2 separate regions of the Ostrinia nubilalis genome follow, and region 1 is linked to region 2. A link is a contact called in public Hi-C data. All regions are on one chromosome and are shown on one strand. Each heading gives the region's core, a stretch centred on a gene start, on an enhancer-like site or on the middle of the called end of the contact. The rest is flanking DNA. Distances are from core to core; before and after follow the strand shown.

Region 1 (4,954 bases), core at 519-3,018, 330 kb before region 2:
ATAGCTTTTACATTGTTCTTAGGATTCTTTCTATTCTGGTTTTTATTTGTGTTCGGTAACCGATTTTTAACTTTCACATTCTTCGTTTTTATGACGCTTTTCTCGAATTCTTTGCATATTTCACTAAATTCATCTTGCTTGTCGATTACAGTGATGCGATCGAAACTAGATGACTGAGAAAAGCTCCTTGGAGATTTACTATCTACTTCGAAGCTCGATATGTAAGCAAATTCCTCAGTACGACAGGTCTCAATCACTCTGAAAAATTATAAAATACTTATTATTGCCTGTAAAATTTTATCTAAGAACGGTGACCTCTTCCAATTGAATTGGATAATTGTTAATTTACCGAGTGTCTTTCCGATTATTGCGTCTCTTGTTCCTAATTTTCTTTTTCTTCGGCGAATGTATGCTGTCTTCTGAAATGGGAGGAGAAGGCCGAAACTGAAAGCGGTTGATGTTCCTTAGAACTGCCCAAACGTCGTGAGCATTAAATTCTTGTTCAGCTTGTGGTCCCTTTCCTCTACGGAATTTTCCAGACACACTTTTTCCATCACCAGTGAATTGATTTATCACATCCGTAGAACTGCAGTCAAGGTTTATGTTCATTTGCGAACAATAACGAGCATCTCTATCATAAAATTCGTAATCTTTATTTCGAACTTTAGCCTTTTTGTTTTGTGCCACAAAGCGCTTTTTTGCTTTCAGCTTTCGATTGTCATCACTCCCGTTGCAATATTCAGAATCGTTCATATCGCTCACCGTGCATGTTTGAGGAACTGCTGTTGGCGCATTCGGCAACGTCAGAACAGATTTCTTCACCTTTTTAATGCCCTTTTTCTGCGATTTGAACTCGTCTGAATTAGCTTTGTAAATATTTGCCGCTAATGGGAATGAAGACACAATATCTGATGCTTTCTTATGTTGGGAATAAAGTTTTTTCTCTGTTACTCTTGAAAGCAAGTGCACGCTATCGCCATTTAAATACGGCGATTTTAGATTACCTTTTTTCTTTGATTTGATACTTTTACTGTCGCTACTCGTGGTACTGTCGTCTGTGGCAATGCTCAACCTTACCAACTGACAAGAAGGTAAGGCACTTCCTCGTGGACTATTAGAGGAATACTTGTTATGAATTTTGTCACATTGTTTCTCAAACGAGTTAATTGCCATAGTAAAGAAGTAGTCAATGCTATAAATATCCTGAAAATATACATTTTCAATACATATAAAATCGGAGTAGCTCTTACTTATCAGCTGCAGCAGCTGAAGTGTCTAATAGCTATTCGATGTGTGTCCATCTACCTACGCAGAAAGATCGTTGGGGGATGTATTGTATCGACGTGACGTACTCTTTAATGGTATGGTCAGCAAGGTATGTTAAAAGCCGGAGGTGGTAGTGTCTGCATAGACGTCAGAAAGTATATTGGTAACTTTATGGTAACTTACCTTGTATAAAATTTAATTTCCTTCCACGATAATTTCGAATTGTGTCCTAACAAAGTAAAATCACTACATTGAAGTAGACTTAGAATTATTTTGCAATAAAACCTAAAAAATATCAGTATATTCCATTGACGTAATAAAAACGAATGTATTTTTCAGTGATTGACATTCCAATTAATTCCGATTCAGTTTTGTTATTAGTTTAAAAAAGTTCGATAACCCCGCCAGCCAGTAGAAGGCCTTGAAGAAACTACACTGCGCTAATTCGTAGGCTGTATAATCATAATTTTCTTGCATACATTTTTTTGTGACATTTATATGCCAAATACAGCTGATTTTGACATTAGCAACAAAAAGGACGTTTTCGTCGATCGATTTCAGAAAAATAAAGTTTTTGTGTTTGTTTCTTGGTGATTTGTGGCGCAATGTCTGAATCTGAGACTAAAGGAGAAATAATACAATATGTGCCATTCATGTCGTTTGTGCATCCATCTTTCTGGCACACGCTTACTGAAATGAAAATCGATGTTGATAAACTGAGTGAAAACACCAGACAAATATTTGGGCGTTTTACTTATCGAGACGATCTGGGGCCTGTTTTTGAAGTCGATGGGACCTCATTTAACAGGTATTGTCCTTGTGTCTTAATCTTTGTACTACTACTTAAATAAATTACTGCGTAATTCATACTTTCTACAGGAGTATAACTTTTTTATACATTTCCTCACTGCGAGTAACTTAATTTGCATATTTACGCACTAATTTATATAATGATAAGTGATCTAATTTATATCCAAGTTTCCATTCCACATAATGAATCTAATACATAAACTGAAGTTATATGATGATTATAGAATTTATAAATTTTAGGCACCCAGAGAAAGAGCAGTACTATGAGAGTGTAACTGGCAAGTTAATGAACAAAAACACAATTGAGGAGTTCAAAGCCATTGATAAAGCCGATCTGATAAATTCCATCGGAGAAATACTATGGGCTGATCTCAAGAAGGAGAAGAACTGGATTGTCAATCCTGGATCTCTACTTAACTTTGTTATTTTATCTTTTGCTGTAAGTTATCAAAAGTTTGAAATCTTTTTTGGCTGTGCCTTGCTCAGGTTATAGTAATAAAATCTTATACATCAACCTATTTGCACAATTTAGTCACTCAATAAAAAGTTTTACTGTAAATACCTAGATCTTTTCCAAATGATGTAACAAAAGCACTATGATACTTCCAACTTAACCAGCATACAAAAAGTATTATTTATAATTTTTTTGTATAATAATGACATTTTTACAATTTCAGGACTTGAAAAAATTCCATTACTTCTACTGGTTTGCATTCCCAGCCCCAAGCCAACCCACAGTGTACCTGCGTGAAAAAAGCAAGAGCATTGCAATACATTTCAGTAACAAGCAACTTGATTACCTCGCACATGCGTTTAAATCGTTAGACGACAGACAGAAATCCTTTTTCATTGTGACAAAAAACAATGATAATGTTGCAGTTCATAATTTATCGAAGCTGCTCAATCCGAATGACACTGTACAGAGCAAATTAGACGTTGATTTAAGCAACACATACTTTACATTCCTTGATTCAAGTAACGGGAGTAACCCCGGGTGGTCTCTAAGGCTTTTCTTAGCAGCCTTGTTTGACCATGTTCCGAGTCTTGCCTCTTCAGATATTCAAGTGATAGGATTGAGGTGCTCTCCAAATGGTGAAGTGGGAAACAGTCTTGTCTTCACTATAAAGGGATCACAGGTTTGTATTCCAATAAAACTTGTTTAGCTTTAAATGAAAATGTACTATGATATATTTTTCATAGGTATGATCTCTTCTATCCTGCTCCATAATTACCTATATTATTTAAGTTTCACCTTTTTTAAAACTTTTGAAGATTTTTTTAGGATCTCAAGTCAGTTGAAAGTGCAGGTTGGGTTGGCTGGGAAAGAAATGATAAAGGCAATTTTGGACCCAAACTTGCTAATATGTCAGCATCAATGGATCCGATTAAGTAAGTTTTGGTGGTGAGAAAGCCCAGAATTTTCTCGGATTTTGCTCAATTTTTTAATATTGTTTTTGACTCAATTTTTCTTTTTCCCAGATTAGCAGACACTTCATCAGATCTCAACATAAAACTCATGAAATGGCGATTGGTCCCAGACATCAATGTGGAAGTGATGAAAACTAACAAATGCCTGTTGCTTGGTGCTGGAACTCTGGGGTGTCATGTTGCGAGAAATTTATTGGTAAAATCGTAATTAAATTTAATTATGCAACCTAGCTTCTGCATGTGACTTATTTGAAAGAAAGAAAATATTTTTATTTAGTCCAAACATCCAACATATTTAATCACAAATGTTTGTGACTAAAGGCAAATGAGTAAATAATTTTCCATATCCATTTTTGGGATACATATGCCATTTGGGCATACTATATGCCTATTGCCTACATCTGTTCTGTCTAATAATAAGTACATAAACTTTCATCCATTTTTTATGAAAATGCCAGAAACTTAGAGACTATACGGCCTAAGCATGGCCTAGACTTGCGTTAGTTTGTGTTGAGCCCATAAGTATTATTGGTTGCAGGCTTGGGGGTTCCGCAACATAACGTTCATAGACAACGGGAAGGTATCGTACTCTAACCCAACACGTCAAGTCCTCTACAATTATGAGGACTGCCTTGGAGGAGGGAAGAGGAAGGCTGAAGCGGCTGCCGACAATTTGAAAGCAATTTTGCCCACTGTGGTAAGTAAATACAACCATGTCGAGTTAACTGCGCCCCTAGCGGCCGTGACGTCACATCGACGCTATAGTACGGGCGGGGCGAACGCACAGAAGTGTGCTCGTAAGTGCTAGGGAAAGTCGCATTCCAGCGAGCACAGTTAGTTTGATCGGGTTATGGACATTGCATTACATACTCACTTAACTCAAGAATATATCTCTTTTATAGGAATTAACTTACATTTATTCATATGATTCGTTCGGGCATTAATTTTTGCACTCCACTGGTCTTAGTTTAATAATAATAAACGCCTCGTAACTTAGCATTTTCGTCATAAGCTCGAGCAAAAAACTACTTGATTATACAAGCATACTAGTTTTAATTAATTATTGCATTAATTAACACCTTCCAGAAAAGCAGAGGCATCACTGCTCACATTCCAATGCCAGGCCACCCTGTAGGAGAGTCTTTGAAGGAGGAAACTATAGCTAATATTCAAAATATTACTCAAGCGATCGCAGAACATGACGTCATATTCCTTTTGTTGGATACTAGAGAAGCGAGGTGGTTGCCTACCCTTATAGCTGCACATTACAAGAAGGTAATTACGGAAATCCTACTAATATTATAAATGCGAAAGATTGGATGTCTGGATGTTTTTTACTCTTTCACGCAAAAACTACTGAACGGATTTTGATGTAACTGACCAGAATCAGATGAAACCAGAATAACATATAGGCTATAATTTATGATGATCTGTGACAAACTAAATTTCA
Region 2 (5,151 bases), core at 171-2,670:
GTTCAAATCCATTGAAAAAAATATTTTGAAGCCTAGTCAAAGGGTAATGTATGTTTGTTTCGTTTTATATACAAAACAGGTATAATAAATTTATATGAAAGTTCACCATACTTATGAGCACATCTTTTAACCTCACCCTAATAATAAAATAACTGAGACATGGGCAACACCTTAGAACATAGATACAAGAACTGGTTTGGGATGCTGTCATGTTACTGGGTTAGAATCCAAGCTTGATATGAAAGTTACGAAAACTGTTTCCAATTAGAAACAAATAAAAAAGCGTAACCATTCCAGCTCTAAATTAGTCGGACATCGCGGAGCAAACGGAAGCGGAAATTTACTCTCAGATATCATCCTGCGCTGATGTGGTTACCTAGTTTCTCAAATCAGTGCTTTGTATGAATGATAGAACACTATACAACACACTGGTCATGAAAACTTGACCAAGATACAGCCAAATAGGTCACAGTATTATGTAGTTTTCTTCAAAAACAAGTACAGAAACAAATCAAAACAAACAGTGGTGACATGGTAAACGACGCAAGTTGCGACCCCAATTACCATGGCATAAAAACGCTTCGTAACTATACTTAACATGGAATAGATAGAATTAACTACATCAAAAAAGATTAGAATTCAGATTATATTAGGATTTATCTAAAATATACAATAATTTACTTACTAATTCCTGATCGGGTGACAGTGCCACCGCCATCTTTTTTGCTGAACTGCTGACTTGACTGGCTGCTGAAGAAAACTTCCTTCCTTCGTGAGTGAGTGAGTGAACGGGCAATTGGGTAGTGACGCGCTCGGTTGAATGTCGACTGTCACATAGTATCGAATCGATAGTGTACTATTTATAGTGATAATCAATAGTTTCTCGTTGTTATTCCAGCGAGTCCAGACAGACACCCACTCAGAGTTATTTTGGAAACAATGCAAAGAAAAGACTAATGACTCGAATTAATAGATAGCAGAAAACTAACAAAAACCTATTAATATTTCTAGTATGATAATTTCGCAAGAAGTCAGTTTGTTTAAAAAAGGAGGAAGAGCTAGGTATTTCTTAAATAAATCTATACTACTACTTATCTACTATCTATACTCTATACTAATATTATAAATGCGAAAGTAACTCTGTCTGTCTCTCTTTCACGCCAAAACCACTGAACCGATTTTGATGAAATTTGGCATAGATTTGCAGTTTGAGTCCCGGGAAAGGACATAGGATAGTTTTTATCCCGGTTTTTGAAACCAAACTACAAAATTCCACGGGGGCGAAGCCGAAGGGTGGAAAGCTAGTATGAAATAATTCTTCCTCTGTCTTCCTCCTTTGGATGGATAAAAAATTATCTGTATAAAAATTGTGATAAAAATATCCAAATTCCAACTTTCAATGCCGTTAACAAATTATCTAGAAAAAACATACTTGTCAAATGTGTCAAAATTTTGTGGTTATTTTGGCCGAAAAATTAAAAGCAGAGAATAGATTTCTTAAAATTAAACTTTAGCTGCAATACAAAGAAATATTAATTATTCTCTTTAGTGTAATTGCTAAAACATGTCCACTCGCTGGTAAGTTTATTGTGCAGAATATATTAATAATCCTTGAAAAATTTGATCATACCTTACCTCACTTGTGGTTTTGCTTTTATAATTTTAGGTATCCAATATATCAACGAGGTAACCCGCAGCTTCGGGTGTTCCTGCCCAACTTTTGGATGAAGTTGGTTCGCCCATTGCCAAAGCAAATGCCTAATATCGTTAACTTCCAATGTTCAATGGAAATGACCAAGTATGATATCAAAAACTACTTGGAAAAGATATACAATGTTCCAGTGATAGACGTAAGAACAAAAATCACTATGGGAAAGTTCAAGAGAGATATTGGACGAGGATATGTAACTAAAGATGATGATATCAAATATGCCTATGTTGTACTGGTAAGTTCAAGATGTAGCTGCAATGCCTCATAGTATAGTAATAGAATACAATTTGTAGAGTAATGGAATAAGTATTCAGACAAATGTACTGTAATAGCAGTGTCCTTACTATAATACTTTGGCTGATTTATTAGAATTATTATTAAAACTATTTGTAAATTTCCAGCCAAAAGGGCAGACTTTTCAATATCCAGATTTGTTTGAAAAGAGCAAAGAAGATGAAGAAGAAAACATGAAATCTTTAGATGAAGCGAAGAAGAGTTTCAAAAAATACATAGAACGTAACAAAAACAGATCAGATGTTCCTAGCTGGTTTTCAATATAAATATTAGTAAATAGACAATGTTGTTCAAAGTTTTAGCTAAATATTAAATTGTACAAACTTATGTTTTCTTTTAATGTCTAGCTGACCATTCAGTAGTTCTATATTTATAAAATATTTTATGTGTATCTATAGAAAATTAAACAATGAGTCAAAATAATATCAAAATATTATTTTTATAGTCATTTATTCTTTCTCATTCACAAAATTTTGTATGGCACATGAGGGAATATTTCAAAACGGGAACAAAATTCAATTTTCTTCTACCAACACCCAAGGTTGCACATTAGCTACAAACAAGTTAAGTTTTTCTCAAAAAACTGTATTGTTTTGTAACTAATCAGTGACAACTATCTGTTATGTAAATGAGAAAATTGGCTTAACTATTTTCCATTTTGATATCCCATAAAAGTAACAAAAATAAAACTTCTTAAACAAAATTATCAACTTTCTTCTAACATAAAACAACACATTGAATGTTATGAATAAACACCTGTAACATTCTTCTTACATTAGTCACAATAAAAGCTAGTTTATTTAGTATGTTACCTCTTATGATAGACTACTAAAATCAGTATAGGACAAATATAGATAATATTTAAGTATTTTTGAAGTACTCATCCAAGAATGATGGTGAATTGCAGCGGGGACACTCTGCTATATCCAGCAAGAATGTAACCTGGAAAATTTAAAAAATTATTAAGACCCATGTTACAAGGCATTGAAATAAGGTAGGTAGGTACTTTATGTTGCTGCACCTATTGAAATTGTGTATTAGGTTTCTAGAAAATTTTAAAAGAAACATGTTGGATAATATTGTGACTTAATTTGAAAAAATGCAGATAAAGTAATTTTTAGTAGGTAGGTAGATTTTTCTGAGTATGAATATCATGTAATAGTAGATTTACCATCTAGCTAGTTGGTTAAATACTAGAAGAACTTTCAAATCGAGACCTAGTTTACACTTGGTTGGTACTTCTTGTCTAGTGTTTACATACCCTTGGGTGCTGTTCACACTTAAGGCGTATGCGGCCATTGCAGTAATAGCCACAAGCTCGGCAAAATACAATAGTTTTATCTCTGTAGCAAGAACATTTCTTCGTATAGGCATCTTGGATAACTGGCACACCGCGTCCAACTCGACTCTGCTGCACTTTGTAAACTTTGCCGGCGGCAGCAGCCACAACAGGTGTGCTTGTGGTCTCCATGGCTATGCTTCCTTCTAACAAAGTAACCAGTGACTGGACGCTGCAGAAATAAAATTTTGTAAAGTTTTTAGTGTACCAACATTACTTTCAATCAATGTGACATTAATCCGATTTTTGGCGGGTAGGCAATTTTTGCACAGGTTGGGTTACCAGTATAAAAAATTGAAAAAGACTGATTTCTCAAAAAGGGTCAAAACTCAAAACAATTGACTGAATGAAATCAATAAAATACTTTCAAGGTTTATCTAAATCAAAAAATCAATGTAAACAGTTTACGTCAATAGCGAATGTTGTACCCAGAGAAATGATAAACTTATGCACAGGTACAAGGTACTATCGGCAACAGTGTTGTTCACTAGAGATGGGTTTCCACCCGGGTAAAAACCCACATGAGAGTAAAAACCCAATAAAAACCCATTTCATTCCACCCGTGGGTGTTTACACCGGGTGAAAACAAATAATTTTATAATTATTTCAATTGGTATCTTTTCTTTATTTTTATTGAATTTTTCTCATTTAAGTTTATTGATTAATAAGTAATAAGTCAAATTTAACACTAATATGCATTTATATCGTGGCCAAATCGTAAAATTGATCACGTTATGATGATGTTTAGTAGGAACACAATAATTTGTGATCATGGCAAGGACATGGAGGGGGGGGGATGCCAAAGATGCCAAACTCTCTCTTTGATGACATTACGGTATAAAGTTACAAATAACAACACCAACTACAAAGTACTTCTGCTTAAAAACTTGAAATCGAACCGCCTTACCGCCACTGTAACGCATTGTAACGTTTTTCAAGACTTCCTCTCCCCCCAGATTGCATTACGTAACACTAGAACGCCCCCTTAGCAACAAATACCACTTCTCACTTTTAAAAAAAACGCTATTTTTGTTTTCACCCACCAGAATGGGTGATAATGGGTAAAAACCGGGTTTTTACCCAAATCACCCAGTTTTAACCCAATCGGGTGAAATGGGTTTTTACCCACTACCCATCTCTATTGTTCACTGCCCATTGCCAGTCATGTCATCTCGTTTATCGCAAAGAATCACCATTTGATGAGAGCGAGAGCAAAAACAGAAATGGTTAACTATAACAGTGTGGCCGTGTGTACAACAGCCCCCCTATACAACAAGACTAAGTAAGTGGCAAATAACGTTTGTGGTAAGAAATTTTGAATTTTTTTGTATAAACATCGCTCCGTGAAATGATTTCTAAATCCTCTATTCTCCACTTCTTGCGGAGTAATCCTTCTGTTGGTACTATTACTTATTCTGTGGCATTACCTACTAATAAACATTTTAGCAGTATTGTATGAGAACCTGAGTAGTACAATTTTTATCAACGAAGGGTAAGGCACCGACGAGTTGGTCAAAAGTGGTGAGGAAGACGATGCTGGGCAGAAGTATGCATCGTGCCGTGCGATCCTCATCAGTGAGGGACCTACCGAGGAAGAAGAAGAAGTATCAATGAAAAGCTAAATGGCCAGAACTAAGCAAAAGGATTTTAGGTATTTATTCATAAGTCTTTATCATGCAGGATTGGAACCTGAGACTGAGAGTGGACGGCAAGCTTTTCATAGTCAGAGTGTGCACCACACCCATTAGGTACAACTTACTATACTCATTGTGTATAAATAAGTATAATGGATGTACGGTCATACGGT

The links. A called contact is a pair of places that touch in the nucleus more often than the background predicts.
Region 1: a contact with region 2 is called in a Hi-C map of whole body, with 4 times the contacts expected there. The contact joins the promoter of LOC135079358 here to the promoter of LOC135079136 in region 2. A contact is called at or near these places in 2 of 5 Hi-C or Micro-C datasets (both in whole body).

Annotation. Positions count from the first base shown.
Region 1 is chr16:9,669,332-9,674,285 of ilOstNubi1.1, reverse strand. LOC135079358 (ubiquitin-like modifier-activating enzyme ATG7) reads left to right here and starts at 1,768. Exons shown (of 11, transcript XM_063974000.1): 1 at 1,768-2,074; 2 at 2,317-2,515; 3 at 2,754-3,212; 4 at 3,359-3,465; 5 at 3,556-3,700; 6 at 4,043-4,201; 7 at 4,591-4,779. The coding sequence starts at 1,872. It overlaps LOC135079357, which reads right to left and starts at 1,631. Exons shown (of 7, transcript XM_063973999.1): 1 at 1,450-1,631; 2 at 350-1,203; 3 at 1-258. The coding sequence starts at 1,173. All of the region lies in intron 1 of LOC135079366 (a long non-coding RNA gene), which reads left to right.
Region 2 is chr16:9,339,742-9,344,892 of ilOstNubi1.1, reverse strand. It overlaps LOC135079136 (large ribosomal subunit protein uL23m), which reads left to right and starts at 1,420. Exons shown (of 3, transcript XM_063973727.1): 1 at 1,420-1,578; 2 at 1,667-1,946; 3 at 2,113-2,332. The coding sequence starts at 1,565. The coding sequence ends at 2,271. LOC135079137 (a long non-coding RNA gene) reads right to left here and starts at 3,640. Exons shown (of 2, transcript XR_010258745.1): 1 at 3,267-3,640; 2 at 2,439-2,947.